2 separate regions of the Columba livia genome follow, and region 2 is linked to region 1. Evidence: chromatin contacts called from public Hi-C data. All regions are on one chromosome and are shown on one strand. The core of a region is the stretch at or near the end of the contact, and the rest is flanking DNA. Distances in the headings are between cores, read along the strand shown.

Region 1 (6,178 bases), core at 2,760-5,259:
CAGGAGAAGACCATAGTGCTCTGCCCACAGTCATGGCTGGAACCTCAGGAAGGAGAGAGAAGTAACCCAGAGACAGACGAACGCAGATTCCCATCCACTGTGAAGCTCCACGGCTGTTAATCAGTACAGTCAATGTTATCACTGTAGAGTACTGACATTTCTAGCCCTTGTACAAGGCTCACCATGCTGTAAATGGTATTCAGGCTTTCATGATGATTAAAGGCAGATGTCACACACATGAGTAAGTAACTTATGAACTCCTCATCCATTTTTGTGTGTGGAAGGAATTTTTAATTGACAGGATGTCTTCACTGGCATAATTTGCACACGGAAGAACACTTTACTTCCCTTTTTCATATTGGGAAGAATAAAACAACCGTAAGTATACAACTACACCTCATTACATTCTGTGAAATGCATCAGGTTAAAACCTTAATTTTCCCATCCAACTTTCCACTGCCATTAAAAAGTAACCAGGTTATCATCTTTTGGAGAGCAGTGGATGGCAGAAAAAACAATGATACTTCAAAGTAAAGGATATATGACTTTTCCCCATAAATGTGCAAGAATAGCAGCCGCAATGACTGCTGATCATACGTTTAACATAAAACATTGAGCGAAATTTACGAATGGGCAAAATGGTAATTATTTTTCCACTGTGATAGTGCTTCAGTGAAAAACTTCTGAAATCCCTTTCTTTTAATCTTCTCATCCCATCCTGGAAACCTTTTCTTGCTCTAGAAGCTGACAGTTCTTTCTTTGAGCACAGTTTAACTCATGAGCTCATGAGCTGTTCCTTCAGCTCCTTAACGAAGCAGGAATCCTCAACACTGGAATTCCCATAGGGTGGTGAACAGACTGCACACTCCAGGCTGGGCACGCCTGTGCATGGGTCTATGACCTTCTAGGATGATGGTTACTAAAAAGTATACCAAACATCTGCTTCTCAGTTGTGATTCTCCATGGCCCTTAGCCCACGTGCCTTTCCTGCGGCTGGCATGCGGCAAGTCCTCTCCTCTTTTGGCTCCTTTCAGTGCTCCCATCGTCTCTCCCACTGAGCCAGGCTGTGCTGGGTGGCACTGGCAGTGGTTTTGCAGCTGGATCCTTGCTCTGCGTGGAGAAGACATCGAGCTGCTCTCCCACCAACAGCTGCAAGGGCCATGTGAGGGCATCCTGGCTGCCAGGGATTGCTCCTGCCACAACTCCTCCCCAGCTGTTTGGTCAGCACGAGCTACAACTAGAAAAACAATCCCGGCTTTCTGTCCCCATGGGATTTCCCTCCCACTCAGCCCAATGTCTGAGTCAGCATAACTATCCCTCATGATATCACATTTGTGCAAAGGGAGCGAGTGCAGCACAGGACATCTGGTCCCAATATCTAAAAACACTTAAATCATGCATGTCATTCCAAACACTTCAGGACTTCAGAAGTTTTCAGTTACTTTCATATATATGTCCTAGTTGCTTCATGCAGAAAGGACTTCTTATGTTCAAGTTTCAATCTGAGGATCTGGGGAAATGGATATTCCATGCCATTTTAACTAGAAAAAAACAACCCAGCCTTAAAGATAAGCCCAGACCTGTCCTAAGCTACCTTTATATTAACTTTAAAAAAAACCAAAAACAAAAACAAAAACAAAAAACACAGAAGGCTACCAAAATGTGCTGAGTTACAACACTTGCACTTCAGATTTCAGCAACAGCAAAAAAAAAATGGCCCTACGTGCAATATTAAAAACAAAAACAACACACAAAAAAAAGCCCAAACCAAATTAAATACAAACAAGCAAACAACAACAAAAAAATCCACTCAAAATACCCAAATCCAGCAAACCAAAAAACCCCTCCCAACTTCAGTTGTACATGCTAGAGATTGAGGTGCAGATATATTCTCTCATTCCCCATTTCGATAGGAGAGAGAGGAACTACGGCCCTGTGGTCTGGCACCAGGCTGACACTCTGCAGCCCGATGCCCAGCTCCAGGTCCAGCTGCGAGCTTCTCACTTTTCTCCACCTGTGAGCAGCTTCCTCATGCTACCAAGCGTTAACTCAGCTGCTCTGGTAGCCTGATGCTGAGTGCCAGGTACGAGGAATAATGTTCAGTGCAGCAAATAATTTCCTTCGCAGCCCCTGCATAGGCCGCCAGTCATGGTACAGCACAGGCACATTCTGAGCCCACCATTGCCTATTTAGTTTGAGTGTCAACAGTCATCAGGCTGTCAAGGGATGGAGCTCAGTATTACCTGGCTTCCTTTACAAAAGTCAGGATGGGGTAGGTCTATCTACCTCACCATTGCTATTTGCACTAATCTCTTGCAAGAGGGAAAAGACAGTGCTTTGCTATAGTTTCTGTTCTTCTTATCTGTCTCCCCACACCTCAGGGTTGGAGTGTCTCCAGTCTCTACTGTACATGACTTCTGCAGTGTACACGTACCACTATAACAGCAGAAAAATATTAATTTCTTTTTTGGCAGCTACTAGAAAATGCCTCACCCCCTCCACAGCACAGGAAGGTCCTGCTTTTCTATCAAGCCATCTACCAGTCCACGAGAATCAGATGTTTGAGGCATGAGAGATATTCCGCATGAAGACACCAAGGCAACAAAAAGAAGGGGTATGAAAAACCATAGTTTGAATGAGAGAATCCAGAGGATCTTGGTTATATATTAAAACTCATAAAATACTTCAAGTCATTTGTCTGAGACTTGGATCCCATTTTGGAAGGCAGAATAGTATTATAAAGTTCTTTCAGACACTGTTTATTAACATCAAAATGAAATATGAAAAGCACTTTCTGTTAAATCCAGGATCTGAACAATTCTTATAACATGTAGCCTAAATAAACAAAGTAAAACTGTATTGCAACAGCTAGAAATAAAATTGTGTGAATACTACCCATAAAAATAGATTCTTTACTGCACTAATGTATGTTTAATCCTTTCAAAAAACAGACTTTCAAAATAACATAATCACAATTAAGTTACCCCCAAACATTAAAATGTGAGTAGCTGCTCCATTCATCAGCTGGGACCCTCACGTCCCAGACTACTCTTAGTTTTCCTGAAGCAAACATTCCAACCTTCCCAGCAGACAGTGTTGCAGGCCCTAGCAAAGATCACAAAACCCACAAAATTTCTGTGCTACTGTTTAAGAACGGCAGCATCCACCAGGGAAGGGGGAGTGGGTGGAGATAAATCTAGAAATAGTTGTTTTCTCTTTAAAAATCTTACTTTTTAAAATAATTATTATTTTTTTTAATAACGATTACAGAAAACCTAGACAAGTCTCAGGACAATCTTTTCTCCTGTGTCCAAATAATTTCCTTCCACCACCTCAGTCATCACCACTTTTGTCAGATCCCAACAAATTACTGGTTGGTGGTCTCACTGTTCTACCCCGAGCCGTATTTTAATTAGTCAGAGCACTGAGAAAAGATTATTGTGTAAATATTGGCAAATCTTCAAACAAGTGTACATGCTGTCCATTTTATTCACAATGAAAAAGCTCTTAAAGAGATTTCGATAAAGATTTGCCTCCTGCTTGCAGCCCACATTTGTAATGTTTATCTAAGTGGGGGATATAAATCTTTTTCAAATGAACCCCACAGTTTTTAAACCAGCCTTGTTATAAACTGCCTGTTTCCGTTTTGCCTGCCTAAGCAAGCAATGCTGAGCCTGCTCGGGATAGACTGGAACTAATTTAATGTGCTCCAGGTTTAATCCCCATCCTCCCGGCTTTTACTGCAGATTTTACACAGAGGACTACTGCTGACTTTAACAATGATTCATGCGATAAGTAGGTTTCGACTTGTTTTTCCACATCGGAAAACATGCAACAGAAATGCCACTGAAATAATTTTAATAAAACATGACTGAGTCAGAAACAGATTAATAAATAAATAAATAAACTTTGACACAAGAACTGTTTTTCCGTGCTTAGCAGCGCTTTGAATTTATTAAGGTTATTATTAAGGGAATTTATTCAGCTTGCTTTAAGCAAAAGAAAGAAGGGCAGCCTGTAGAGCTCTCCGGACATCAACATGCCAGATCCCAGGATGTGCAACTGTTCCTAAACACGCGAAAGAGTGGGACAGAAACAAACCCATGGGTTATGGCCCAGCCCGAAGCAGCACCATTCCTCTCCCACACAATGTGAAAGGAGTTGAGCCTCCCGAACACAGGAGGTTCCACTTAAATATGAGAAGAAACTTCTCAGTGAGGGTGATGGAGCACCGGAACAGGCTGCCCAGGGAGGTTGTGGAGCCTCCTACTCTGGAGACATTCAAATCCCGCCTGGACGCCCTCCTGTGTAACCTCATCTAGGTGTTCCTGCTCCGGCAGGGGGATTAGACTAGATGATCTTTCGAGGTCCCTTCCTTCCAATCCCTAACATTCCGTGATTTTTCGAGCCCCCGGGCTGTCCCCGTTGCCCCATTGGGGCCGGGCCGGGCGCGCCGTGGCCCTGTAGGGCGCGGCGGGGCCCAGCAGGGGGCGGTGTTGCAGCGCGGGCCGGGACGCGCCGGCGGGAAAGCGATCCCGGCTGCAGCTCCGCCGCCTGCAGCAAACACCGATCAGCACGGACATGCTGCTGTTTCACTAGTGCCAGCACCCTTCTTTCTCTTTTTATATTTTACTTCTTTTTTTTTTAATTCGCAGGACGAAAACAACTCCATTAACACTGAACACTGAAAAAGGGCCAGCTTACTTTTACAAAATGTAGCTGAATTACTGATGGAGCGATATACAAACTATTTTACCATATAGATACTATTTTACCATATAGATACTATTTTGCAACCATCTTCTCGCAGACCAAATTCTTTCCTCATTTACATAAACCAGATGTTTCTCTGACAAACTGAACTCCAAGAAAAAACAGAAGTCGCTATACATTTCATGTCTGAAATGAAAGATGATGTGAATATATGGCACAAATATTCCATTAGCCACTAAAGGCAAATGTATACGTTAAGTGCAACAGTTTTCGTCTACTTAGCAGAGCTTTTCTGAGGGCTTAGGTGATCCTTGGCAGAAGCGCTAGAAAAGGAGAATGAAGCTACTTAGAATATATTCCCTGCCTTCCATGGCTTTCACTCCCCTTAGGGAAGCCAGCTAAATTTCTTTGCCAGATCTTGACACTCAAACCAGCCCACTTAGTGGACAAATACTCCAAAAGCAGTGATCCATATTCCTCATTTCTGCAGGAGAACTGGCTCCTGGAATCTTTCTTCCCAGTACCCGATTCCCGGAGGATATGAGAGGAACAAGAAGAATGATTCTTTAACTAGCCTAGCAATTTTTTAAAACTTGCAACCTTTTGGTACACATTGATAAGCAGAAGGACATGGGGAATACATATTTGCTGTTACCATAATAAGAAACAATCATAAGATTTTTTTTTCTAAAATCTCTCAGTTACCCCATATTCTTCTTAATGCTTCTACAAAGAAAAAAAAAAAAACTAAATTCTTTTTTATTACTATAGCAACAACCATATCTTACACTTCATCTGAAAGACTGAATTCATGGAAGATGCCTGAAGGTTACACTCATTACTCAACTAATCTTCCAGAACCTGTACAGTCTTATCTGCCAAATACATGAATCAACTAACTTTTGGCATGGAGCTATCGAAATCCTGGTAAGAGGGGCAAATCCTCATCTTAAATTGCACAGAGGGATGCTGAATTCAAAAAAAGAGCAAAACATTCAGCATGAGGATAACTACTAGGTAACAGCAAAGGCAACTTTGATGATGGCAATGGCAAAACAATGAGAAAAGTAATTTCTTCATTTAGGAATTTTTGGGAATCACTGGGATGTTGAAGCTTGCTCTGCATCCTGAGATCCAGGTATTAACGGGATTTGCAAGAGCTGACCTGGCTTTGAGCAGTAAGCAGCTTTCCTTGGACGCAGCACAGCCGTTTTCTTTTCTTAGCCCTTCTTTGCAGCACAGACTAGCAAATACCGAGGCAACTGCAAAATACCCCAGAACTGGTCCTAAGGGATCACTCCACTAGTTCTCATCCCTAAATTAGGTCACAGATTTCACTGGCCACCATTCTCACCTAAAAATACCATGACAAGGCTTTTAAATCTCAGTGTCCAACCACTTGAGAAATCTGTGTGTTTTAGGAAAACAGAATTGAAGCAACAGACCCCAGAATGACACATTACAC
Region 2 (5,648 bases), core at 2,571-5,070, 450 kb after region 1:
AAGGGCGGAGCAAGGCGCTAGTGAAGTGCTGGCGGGAGGAACAACCCGTCTTCCTCTCGCCTTTCTGGGCTGCCTTACCCTTAAATTGGGTTTGGGCCACTTCTGAACCAGAGTGGCCTTTTCTTTCTGTCCCAGTTAAAAAGTCAGGGAGGGAGAAGAAGGAAAAACAAAGTTTGTTTTTCAAACATTAAGGCTTCCACGGCTGTTTTGGCATCTTTTAATGTCAAGAGCCAAACACAACAATGAAGGCAAAACGCTGCAACAGCAGCGGCCTCAGTGAGAAAACGATGGGCACGGGGAACTACGTTAACCAACCATGTGGGGAATCAAAATAAAGGTTACTGAGGGGAGACTGGGCAAACTCAGGGCAGCCCATAATTTCTTTTGTCTGGCTTCCTGCTCTCCCGGTGACACGGAATCCCTGCTATTCAGAGTCACATCATTTTGAACAAACAGAATAAGGGAATCTGATGTTGTGGCAAGAGGGAAAGAAAAAAAATAACAAACTAACTTAAACACAAAATCCCCCTCCCAACAACTGGTAGGACTGTAAATGCACACAGTGACCTCCTGCAGGCAGCACACCCCTCCCGGAGGGGCTAGGGGGCTTGGCGGTCCCCTGACTTGCTCCTCTTCTGTAGTAGGAAGCCCTCACCGCTGTGTTCTCCTCCCTCCACGGTAGATGCGAGCACAGATTTATAGCGACGATGAGAGGCTGTTCTGCCTCCTTCCTCACTAGGGAGTTTGAGGGGTCTCTGCTTCAGGCTGGAGCTGCTCTTTACCAGGCTGGGGCTCCTGCTCCAAAAGCGTGAGCCAGCTGTAGCTGACCCCCGCACCGTGCATCGCTGCAACGTGGGTAACGATAATCAAACCCAGACCTGCCTTCCCACCGAGACAAAAGGCTGCGGCCCCATGACGGGACTTCCCGCGGGGCGCCGAGCCGGGGCACCCCATCTCGCTCGCCCACGCCCCGCAGGAGGCCGTTCAGACCCCACATGAGCCACCTATTAGGCTGCCTAATAGCCTCAGGCAGCTAAACGCTGCCCGGCTCACCCTTGGGAGAGAGTTGCAGGGAAGGGCTCATTATTCTCAGCAAATTGGGACTCCTTGAGGATGGGGGGGCGCTCAACTGCTCCCAGCTCCCCTGGAAGCGTCCGAGAGCGGAGCGAGCCGCCCTGCAAAAACCCGCCCCGTCGGGGCTCGTTGCCCGGACTCTGCGGGCGCTGCGGGGAGGAACACACCCCCAGGGGGGCAGGTTGGGAGCGTAAACAGGCGAGAGTGGCTCTAGCCCGGTCGCCGCAGTTTTGTTTAAGATGTGCAGCTTCCATCTGTTGCCGCATAAACACACGCTAGCGGGATGCCTTATGCTCCAGCCTTTCGGGGGAGGGGAAGGCGGGAGGAGAGGGGCGAGGAGAGGGGGCTGCAGTGGTGCAAATCCCCCCACCCCCAGCCTGTCCTCTCGCTAACCCCAAGTCTCCCGCTCCTCCCTGGACAGGACCCCCCTGAGCCGCACGGGGCGGGGGGTAGAGCTCAGGAGCCGTCCTGGAGGGTTTATTTTAACTACCATCTCCTCTGCGCGGGACCAATCCATAGGCACCGCCGGCATTTCGGAGAGGGATCGGCCCAGCAGCTGCCCGTCCCGGGCCGTGCGGTCTCTCCCCGGTGCGGCGAGTGTGGGGACAGCGCGGCCCGGTCCTTTGCTTGGGGAAGGGTGAAGCCACGTCGGGGAAAGTGTCACTGCTCCCCGGAGAGGCCCTGAGGCGACGGCGATACCACCGTCCCTGCCCCCGCAGAGGCCGTCGGGCTCCCCGCCCGCAGCGCCAGCCTGGCCGGGCCGGCAGCTTTGCCAGTGCCCCAATTTGCAATTTTTGTTTTTCGCCGAGTCTTGTGAGATCCCACGTGGAAGCCGTTAACAACCGCTCGATAATGATCATGACAAAGACATTATTCAAATGAGGCAGGTAATTGCAACCAGAAGGCGCCTCCTCCTCTTCCTTTTGCTCCTTTCTTTTCGTAAGAGTAACTCTCGCATTACATCCCATCCTGACGGTACTTCGCCAAGAATCACCGCCACCACCTCGCACGTTAAAACAGATACGTTCACGCCGGTAAATCACGCCCCGAGCCTGGCAGGGCTGGATCGCCTCCGAGCTCCCAGGCAGTTATTTGCCGCCAGTCTGAACCGCACGTCTTCGTGGGCCCTAAATCTATGAGAGCCTGCAACTCTGACCCAAGTCATGAGAGGACCTTGCCCTCCACAAATTAAGGGGTTCAGGTTGCTGGCTGTGCTCGCCCCCACTGCCCAGGTAGAGAGTTCCAGGGTGCAGGGTTGTTTGTTTGTTTGTTTCTTCCCCTCCCACCTTTATATTTTTTTTTTTTTGGGGGGGGGCATGCTTTTGGCTCACTGGGAGCCTGTTGTTTATTCGCAAGCATTCCGACCAGGGGCTGCTCACAGCTCCGACTCCGATGATTTCCTGGAGGAACATGTGGAAGCAATAGCTGAGCCGTGCACTCACCAGAGCCGAGGATGCACTAGTGGAGGGCGTGCAAAGGGCTGGGAGCTCCGCCGGGGACCCTGCGAGCCCAGCCCGGGGCACCTCAGCCTGAGCGCGTTTTTCACGGGAGACGGTTTTACTTTCTGCCCCCATTCTCTTCGGGGCATCTTTGCTTCAGAGGCTTAATTCAGCTTCGTTTAAGAGAGAGAAAAAACATCGGATCCTGCCGCTTGACTTCGAGGACAAATTTCTTTTGTTTAATACTAGAAATAATAAAGACGTGCAAAGGACGAGGGGTCGGGGGAAGGAGGGCCAGACTTGGGAGGAGAGGAAGCCGGAGAAGCCCCGAGGCGCAGCTCCGGGGCCGGTGCCCTCCCCAGGAGGCAGGCGGGCAGGCAGGGAGACAGGCGGGCAGGGCCTCCCGCTCTGAGCCTTTCCTGGGGCTGCAGTGCCCCCTCTCCCGCGGCCGCCGCATCGCCCCGCCGACCGCTTTCCGCACAGAGCCTGCAGCAGAAGGGCTGCGAGGGCAGCTCCCCCGGCCACCCCTTATCGCCAACAGATAGCGACGGCCAACAAAGCAGAGATACCCGGTGCTTGCTCCCCAGCGGGGATCAAAGCTCCGTCTGGAGCGTGTTCAAACAGGACGGCCTCGGACGTGCGCTGCCCTCGCCTCCGCAGGCACCTCCGGCCCTCGCCGTGCCCTCTGTCTTGGTTATTACTGGGTTCTTTTTTGCGCTGAGCAAAGCAAAGGCAGAGAGGAACAGAAGAGCTTTCCCGGTGCCGGCGGAGCAGCGGGGTTTGGGGGGGCTGAGTCGTGTCGAAGGTTACCTTTCGTTGTGTCTTTCATTCCTAAAAGTTAGTGATTCGTCTCTCCCCCTTTCTCAGTGCCTCCTGCTCCTGGCTGGCTCTCGGCCGTTCATCCAGCTCTCTAGCCCAAGCCCAAGATCAGTGGTGTACAAAGGACATGAGGAAGCCGCAAATTCGTTTCCAGATCAAACTCCCCGTCCATAAACTCACACTGTGACCGTGAACACTGAGCCCGGCGCACGACCCACTGTCCTAGAGGGTTTGAGGAGGGAAGGCTCATTCATGAAATCGGGAGCATTCGGAGTTTTCATGAAAGTTTTTTGGGTTTGGTGTTGTTTTTTTTTTTTTTTTCCTTTCTCCCCCTGCAGTGCAAAACTCTCCCCTTTCCTCCCCCTCGCCCCTGCCATATGGCTAACCTCCCCCCTCCCCTGCAAGGCTGGTGAAATCTGGAGGCAGAGATTGGCCCCCCTGCCTGCGTAAGAGCCTCCCGCCGGCGCGCCCGCCTCCGGCCGCGGGGCTGGGGGCGCCGGGTGAGCCAGGGCGGCTCTTATTCTGAAGGGGCCGGAGGGGGGCTTCATTTCCTGACAGCTATTTACTTAAAGCAAATGATTAGTTTTGGAAGGATGGACTATAACATTGAATCAATTACGGGACGCGGTTTGTGAGACCATTACAGTCGGATCTGGAGGGAGGGCGAGCGGGAGGGAAGGAGCGCGGCTGAGTGGGGAAAGTCACGAAAGACGTGGACATATTTTGGATATTTTACAATCTGCAGGAGTGGGGCTGTGAATTATAAAGGAGAAGGTAAGATGTGAGTGGCAGTTTCTCTACCTTTTCATTTTTTTTTTTTTTCACTTTTTCTTCCTCTATTTTCTTCTTCTTTCCCTCTCCACTGTATTTTTTTAAATTTATTTTATTTCCCCCCCTCAATGCTTTGAGCCGGGCGTGGGGCTCCGTCCCGCTGGGCGCAGGCGGCGGCGGGCGCTAGTAGTCCCCTCGGAGGGAAACGGAGAGCCGGCGCTCCGCGTACCGTCGGGGCGCGGCGGCGAGCAGCGCGGGCAGCGCTAATGACAAACATATTGGGATGGCGGGGGCCACCGCGCCGCATTCCTGCCGCGGGGGAGGGAGCGACTCGCTGGGGCTCTGCGGGAAGCGGCGGTGCCCGCCCGCGGGGACGGGGAGACACGCTCCGACAAAGTAAGGTAGGGTCGCGCTCAGCCGCTCCCGCTCTTCTCGCATCCCTTGCTGCCTTCACCCCGCTACTCTCCCGTCCCTTCCCCCACCCTTTGTTTTTCACCACCTTGCTCTCTTCGAATTCCCTTTCCCACCTCACTCCCCCTGCCCGGGTAGCCTGAAATGCTCCGAGATCTCGGGAAGGGGCACGCACACAAACCTCCCCGCAAGCAGCCCGATCTCCATCTCTGCGCGCCCCGTCTTTTTTTTTTACGTGTCTCAGAGGAAGGGAAGATGCTGCATTTAGGCAGGACTGGTACCTGGAGCCTTTCCAGTTTACAGCCTTCTCTCGTAACGGGAACGCCAGCTCTGCCGCACGCCCCGATGGACTGCTGGAGCCCACCGCCTCCTACCCTGAGGGTGGGCAAAATCTTCGCGGCCACCGTTTGGATTTTTGTCAAGCGCAAAGACTGCAAACTTGCCAGCCTCTGCCAGGCTGGAGTCCCCTGGAAAAGTCCTAGGAGCAAGTAGGAAATGGCTTTTTGGCTGTCTGCGGTGTTGCTCAACATTTTTGGACGCGGATCCCACAGGAGCCGTTCCAGAGAACAGGACTTGGACAGCTTTTTCTGGAGCCAGCATCGACAGACCTAGCGAGGCAGCAGCAGCCCCGGGGCTTGCCCGCACCCCGGCAGGAGGCTGCCCCCCGCGCGGGGGACAGGTTTCCGCCACCCCTCGACGGCATTTTCAGCGAGGTCTTTTTAGACGCTCCATCTCTCTGGCGCTCCTCCGAGGCCCAAAGGTGCGCACCCGGGACGGACAGGGCATCACCTCGGTCCAAATGGGGACCGATGGACCCGTTCTCAGGGCTGAGGGCATGTCGCCCTCCCTTGGTCCCACAGCTTAGAGCCAGGGCACAACGCCTGGTCCCCCCGCCGAGACTCCCGCCTCCTCTTCCAGATCCCGCGCCCTCAGGGTCCATGCCTCGCCTGATGGAGAGGGCTGGAGAAGAAACCCGCGGGTAGCAGCGCCAGCAGAATTAGCCAGTCCCGGAGGGGAACACGGTTTTGCTCTGCTCCTCTCCGTCCCCCTTACCCCACTTTTCTTTCTCCTGGCTACCTCGCATTAGGAAAAAAAAAAAAAAAAAAATCGCTCCAGCTTGGCAAAGGCTTTCCT

The links. A called contact is a pair of places that touch in the nucleus more often than the background predicts.
Region 2: a contact with region 1 is called in a Hi-C map of liver, with 2.5 times the contacts expected there. The contact joins the promoter of PDGFRA here to the enhancer-like site in region 1. A contact is called at or near these places in 2 of 2 Hi-C or Micro-C datasets (crop and liver).

Annotation. Positions count from the first base shown.
Region 1 is chr4:28,575,987-28,582,164 of bColLiv1.pat.W.v2, forward strand. All of the region lies in intron 4 of SCFD2 (sec1 family domain containing 2), which reads right to left. Among named protein-coding and RNA genes, the nearest start is that of SCFD2, 75 kb to the right of the region's middle. Within about 2 kb of position 4,010, at least 2 of the 3 cell types and tissues checked have an H3K27ac peak away from gene starts, as active enhancers do.
Region 2 is chr4:29,023,123-29,028,770 of bColLiv1.pat.W.v2, forward strand. PDGFRA (platelet derived growth factor receptor alpha) reads left to right here and starts at 3,821. Exons shown (of 23, transcript XM_065060899.1): 1 at 3,821-4,113. It overlaps LOC135579349 (a long non-coding RNA gene), which reads right to left and starts at 5,272. Exons shown (of 2, transcript XR_010472217.1): 1 at 4,796-5,272; 2 at 1-3,554.